2 separate regions of the Sus scrofa genome follow, and region 2 is linked to region 1. Evidence: chromatin contacts called from public promoter capture Hi-C data. All regions are on one chromosome and are shown on one strand. The core of a region is the stretch at or near the end of the contact, and the rest is flanking DNA. Distances in the headings are between cores, read along the strand shown. Region 1 holds the start of LOC100620869 (zinc finger protein 239). Region 2 holds the start of ZNF835 (zinc finger protein 835).

Region 1 (2,906 bases), core at 331-2,830:
CAAGGAGGAGCTACGATTTGAAGAAAGAGGAAAGAGGCAGTCTTTTCCCTTCCCCGCTCCCCCTGGATTATAAAAATGTAGCCCATCTAATCCCCAGGGCAAAGCCTCCTTGCCTGTCCCCATGGATCTCTCACAGGCTTCTTGTCTTTTTTTTTTTTTAATTTTTAATTTTTGCTTTTTAGGGCTGCACCCACGGCATATGGAGGTTCCCAGGCCAGGGCTCGAATTGGAGCTGTTGCTGCTGGCCTACGCCAGAGCCACAGCAACGCCAGATCCAAGCCACATCTATGACCTACACCACAGCTCAGGGCAACGCCGGGTCCTTCACCCACTGAGGGAGGCCAGGGATCGAACCCACACCTCATGGTTCCCAATCGGATTCGTTTCCCTTGTGCCACGATGGTAACTCCACAGGCATCCTATCTTAATAAATCTATTTCTTGCCTGTCAGTTTGTGTCTCGCTGAATTCATTCTGCGTGGAGGCATACAGAAACTGAACATCAGTAAGTCCAGACACTGGGTAAGTGATTCTAATTTAAAAACTGTGGGTTCAGGTCCCAATCTGGGTTTAGGCTGGGTTTGAGTCCCAGCAGATGGGTTCAAGTCTCAATCTAGATTCTGGCTAGGTTCAAGCCATAACCATGAGGACGCAGGTTGCATCCCTGGCCTCGCTCAGGCTCAGCGGGTTAAGGATTTGGCATTGACGTGAGCTGCAGTGTAGGTCACAGATGCAGCTGGAATCTGGCGTGGCTGTGGCTGTGGTGTAGGCTGGTAGCTGCAGCTCCTATTAGATCACCTGGCCTGGGAACTTTCATATGTCACGGGTGAGGCTCTGAAGAAAGACACACACACACAACCCCCAAAGCACCCAGTTTGCAAGTCAACCATGAGACCCCAGAGCAGGGGAGGGACCTGTCCAAAACCCAAGGGAACAATGATCACGATGACAGTCAGAGACGCTAACACTTGAGTGGCTATTGTGTGCGGCGCACCATCTCAAGGCTCTTTAATCCTCACAGCAACCTTCTCTAGGAGTCAAATTCTAGCATCCTCCTCCTTTTACGGATGGCGAAACTGAGGCACAGCGCTAGTGTACCTCGACCAGGGTCCAAGAGCTACTGAGGGCGGCGGAAGGGGCTCCAAAGGTCACTTCGCAAAGCAGGGGAAACAGGCCCAAAGCAGAAGAAACTAGGGGTACAGGGTAGGCCGCCCGTTGGAGGGGGCAGCGGCTCATTATCCGCAAGCCCTTCAAATCTGTCCCATCTTTTCCCAAAGGAAGCTATGATGTCACATGCGGGGGGGCTGTTACCATGGAAACATGTAAGCTGATTCAGAAACCGGGGCTGGGGAATCTACGGATCGCACTTACCTCCCGGGACACTTCTATGGAGCGCGCACTTCCGGCCAAGGAAACGCGGCCGGAGCGTCTGGTTTGCGCAGGCTTCGCCTTTGCCCAGCGCAACCTGCGACAGCGTCGTGTCGCGGGGGGCTTGAGGACCCCCAGACTCGGCCGACCGAGAACGCGCGCTGGGCCAACGCACGGCGCACGCGCACCCCTTGACCTGTCCTTCAAAGCCAGCGCTATGACGACTCCACCAATCGGAATCCTTCTTTTACCCTGGCCCCGCCTCATTCTCTGGCTTCCGGCGTCTCTCTCTGTCTCCAAGGCAACTTTCAGCCTGAGGGCCAGAGACTTCTGGGTATTGTAGTTTAAAAGGGGAGGAGACAACGAGAGTGCCCTTTTCCATAAAAAGAAGAACATGATAAAAATCTTATATTCAAGGATGACTTCGTGGCTAGAAAGCTCTGGCGAATGGTTCCACCAACTTATTTTCTAGGGAAGCGGGAAGGAGGGGGAGGGAGGGGAGGAGGAAAATGGTCGCAGAGACTTTTGGGAGTTGTAGTACCGCACGCTGCGGCGGGGCAGGGAGCCCGCAACAAGATCAGGCAGTGGTCACCGAGCAACTAGGTCGCCGGTGGAAGTGAGAAAGACCCCCGATCCAGCGTTCCCGTTTTCTTTCTCTGGCACTGCTTGCCTGGTCTTGCCACGGTGTCCGGGCCCTTTCGTTGGCCTTGGGGTCATTTGTGGGGGAGGTTCGCCCATCACTTGTGAACTTGTGTTTGGGCGGGTTGTGGGAGGATGCTTGGGGAGTGGGCGTTTGTGGGCTGCCGGCCTGGGATCTGGCAAGCTTGCTTTTTTTTTTCTTAGAGTCCAACCGGCAGTATATGGAAGTTCCCAGGCTAGGGGCCCAATCGGAGCTTCAGCCACAGCAAGGCGGGTTCTTAACCCGCTGAGCGGGGCCAGGCATCGAACCAGCGTCCTCTTGGATACTTAGTCGGGTTCTTACCGCTGAACCTCAGCAGAAACTCTCTGGGAAGCTTTCTTGAAATAGTCTATAGAAAATGATCGTGCCTGGGTGCCTGCTTTCTAGCAACTACTCAGAGCCTTCACCGGATTCATTGGCTCGTTTTTGTTTATTGTTATTTTTTATTCCCAGTTTGGTTGGAGACCTTCAGGCCTGACAACCTAGGCCACTATGGGGTCTCAAGAGCACCCCTGCATCCCCTTGACCGCCTGGGCCTTCATCTAGTCATTCAGCAGTTCATTACAAAATGCCCCGTTGCCATGGAGACAGCAGGGAACAAGGTAGGGGACGGCTGTTTTCAGCGAGGAAACTCTGAAAGGGAACCAGTGTTTCTCAGTCTCGGCGTTGTTGACATTTGGGAGTGGGGCTTGTGTACTGTAGGGTGTAGAGCAGCACCCCTGGCCTCCACCCACCGCTGCCAGGAGCCACACCCCACCCTGCCCCCTAGTCCTGATAACCAAAATCATTCCCAGAGATTGATAAATATCTCCTGGGGCGGGGCGGGGGCGGGGGACAAAGTCAGCCTCCACCACCCCACT
Region 2 (2,854 bases), core at 309-2,808, 350 kb before region 1:
CCCATTGGCCAGTCATTCCATCTACCACAGGGTGCATGTGACATCTGGCCTGTACCCTTTAAAAAAAAAGTGAGGGGGAGATGATTGATGATTTTTCTGATTATCCTGAGAGCTCACAGTGATCTTGTCTGTTTTGCTCTCTCATTTGTCTACACATCCCTTTCTACCCATGTTGCAGGAGACTCCTGAAATGGTTAGTTTGATGTGCCACCTTGTCCAGGCTCTGGTACCCAGGGATTGAATTAAATGCAGATGCAGGTGTCTCTCTGAAGTTCTTCTGTAAAAGAGGTTCACTTCGGAGTTCCCGTTGTGGCTCAGTGGTGAACGAATCCGACTAGGAACCATGAGGTTTCGGGTTCGATCCCTGGCCTTGCTCAGTGGGTTAAGGATCCAGCGTTGCCGTGAGCTGTGGTGTAAGTTGCACACACCGCTCAGATCTGGCGTTGCTGTGGCTGGCGGCTACAGCTCCAATTGGACCCCTAGCCTGGGAACCTCCATATGCCATGGGTGCAGCCCTAGAAAAGATAAATTAATTAATTAATTAATTAATTAATAAAAGAGGTTCACTCTGAACCTCAGTTTGCTTTAAGACAACCCTCGATAATGTGGGGCGGGCCTCATCCAATCCGTTGAAAGCCTTAGGAACAACAACTGAGATTTCCCAGGGAAGAAATTCTGTCTCAGGACGGCCACATCTGTTCCCTGTGTTTCCAGCTGTTGGCCAGCCCTACAAATTCTAAACTGACCCATTCCCACAACTGTGCAAGCCAATTCCTTAAAAGAAATCTCAATCTCTTGATAAATAATAGACAACGGATAGATATCAATACATATGTGTATGGATATAGATGTACACACACACAACTGCTTCTGTTTCTCTGGAGGACCCTGACTGATTCTGTTTATTTTATCACCTTTTTTTAAAACTGAGAAAAACCAGATGTCAACAGGATCATCATTTGCCGCAAAGAGAATGTGGACGTCACATAAATGTTCTTCAGCTGAGGATTGGCTAAATACATGTAAGGTGCAATTCAACTACTTGCCAACCTTGGACGTCTTTTTACCAAGAATAGAGATTCAAGCTATACTTGAGAATATATTTTAATATGATAAACATGAGAGTAACTATGAGTGAAAATGGCTGACCTGGACAGCAAAGGTCTGGAAATTACATCACTTGAGGAGTAGTTGAAAGATCTTTGCATATATACATGTATAATAGGATTGCAAACTCCCGCTCTGGCCCTTTCTGTGCTGTGTGGCCCAGGGTGACTCACTTAGCCTCTCTGATCCTAAGGGTCTCTCATACCTACTTCCTCTCCGCCCCTTCCTTGAGGAAGAAGAGCCCCGCCTCCATATTACTGGCCACGCCCACTATCGCGCCCCGGCGTGGTGGACGGAGCTCGGGGTAGACCAGCCCAAGACCCGCCCCCAACCTCCTTGCCCTCCCCCGGGCTCCGTGAAGGCAGAGTCCAGTCAGACGCATGGCCTTCTGGGAGTTGTAGTTTCAGGGACGCCCATACAGCGGAACTGAGTCTCTGTGCAGGCGCAGCGCGGCGCCTTCTGGGAGTTGTAGTCTTTGGGCTCCCGGAGCCGGCTGCAATTCTCTGGGTCGGTCTGGCGCCTGGGCTCTTCTGTAACGGCTGCCACCTTGACCTGAGTGGCGGGCGCGTCCGCACCACCACAGAATGAGAGGTCACCGAGGGTCCGCGTGGGCCGGGTAGGGCGAGAGACTGTGGCGACCTGAGCCCACCAGGCCCGGCGGGAGCCGCCAGCGGCCTTCGGAGCTGGTCCCCGAGGCGAGCGCGCCGGTGTGTGGTGTGCGCATGCGTGAGTGCGTGTGCGCCTGGGTGCTCTCGTGTCTGTGTGTCGAGGTGCGTCCTCGACTCCCCCTGTGCCTGTGCTTGCGAGGCCCGCCCCTCGAGCCTCTCCACTGCTTTGTGCCGGTGCGGGCGTGTAACTGTGTCGCTGTGTGTGTAGGTCCGCCCGTCACTGTGAGCTATCACTCCAGAACTTTGAGCCCGTGCACCTGTGCCTGTGACTTCGTGTGAGTCCGTACCCAGGTGTCACTGTATGTTTGCACGTGCCTGACCCAGGTGGCCTGTGCCTATGAATTTGAGTGTGTGTTAGGTATTTGGGGTCCTCTATGTGTGATTTTGGGCACGTGTGCAACTTGTTCTTGGTGTGCAGCAATGTAGATGGATTGGCTGGTGTGCCGGATGGTATGAGTGTGCCTGAGTGTGACGGCATGTGGAAGGCTGTGCACGGGGTGTTTATGAGAGACACTGAGAGCATGGGGTTGCTCTGTGTGTGTGTGTGTCTGGAGCCCCCGCACACTTGTGGCTCTGGGCATGTGTGAAGCTCTGCCTGCTGCGTGACTGTGTGTGTGGCCGGGTTTGCCACTGTGGGTGATGTCCCAGGCAGAGCCTGCCTGTCGAGCAGAGCGGCTTGTGTGACTTTGTTGTGTGTGTGCCTGGGGCAGGTGCGCTTGGAGTTGTGTGGGTGTGCCAGACTGCCTGCCTCCTTGTGTGGGGAAGACTGCCACAGCATATGGGTGACTGTATAAGGCCATGAGAGTGCCAAGGAGGGGGGTGATGTAACTCCCACCCCCATGGTGTCATTGTGTGCAACTCCATTTGTGTGTCTGCCACTGAGCATGTCTGTGTCTCCCCTTCGGTGGCCTGTTTGTGTACCTGACACGCCCAGGTTTACCCCGCCCTGAATCCACTTACCTCCCCCCCCCCCGCCACACACACACACAGAGGAAATACCCTGAGTCCGTATTCCACCCACCCACCTGCCTCTACCCCAGCATCTTCATGGGTCCCTGTTTCTTTCTCCCACTGATGCT

Evidence for each region. Promoter capture Hi-C pulls out the DNA fragments that hold promoters and counts their contacts.
Region 2: a contact with region 1 is called in a promoter capture Hi-C map of liver, with 3 times the contacts expected there. The contact joins the promoter of ZNF835 here to the promoter of LOC100620869 in region 1. A contact is called at or near these places in 1 of 5 promoter capture datasets (liver) and 2 of 47 Hi-C or Micro-C datasets (embryonic fibroblasts and liver).

The regions. Positions count from the first base shown.
Region 1 is chr6:60,587,839-60,590,744 of Sscrofa11.1, reverse strand. It overlaps LOC100620869 (zinc finger protein 239), which reads right to left and starts at 1,580. Exons shown (of 3, transcript XM_005664876.3): 1 at 1,371-1,580.
Region 2 is chr6:60,939,316-60,942,169 of Sscrofa11.1, reverse strand. It overlaps ZNF835 (zinc finger protein 835), which reads left to right and starts at 1,558. Exons shown (of 2, transcript XM_021095092.1): 1 at 1,558-1,723. The coding sequence starts at 1,692.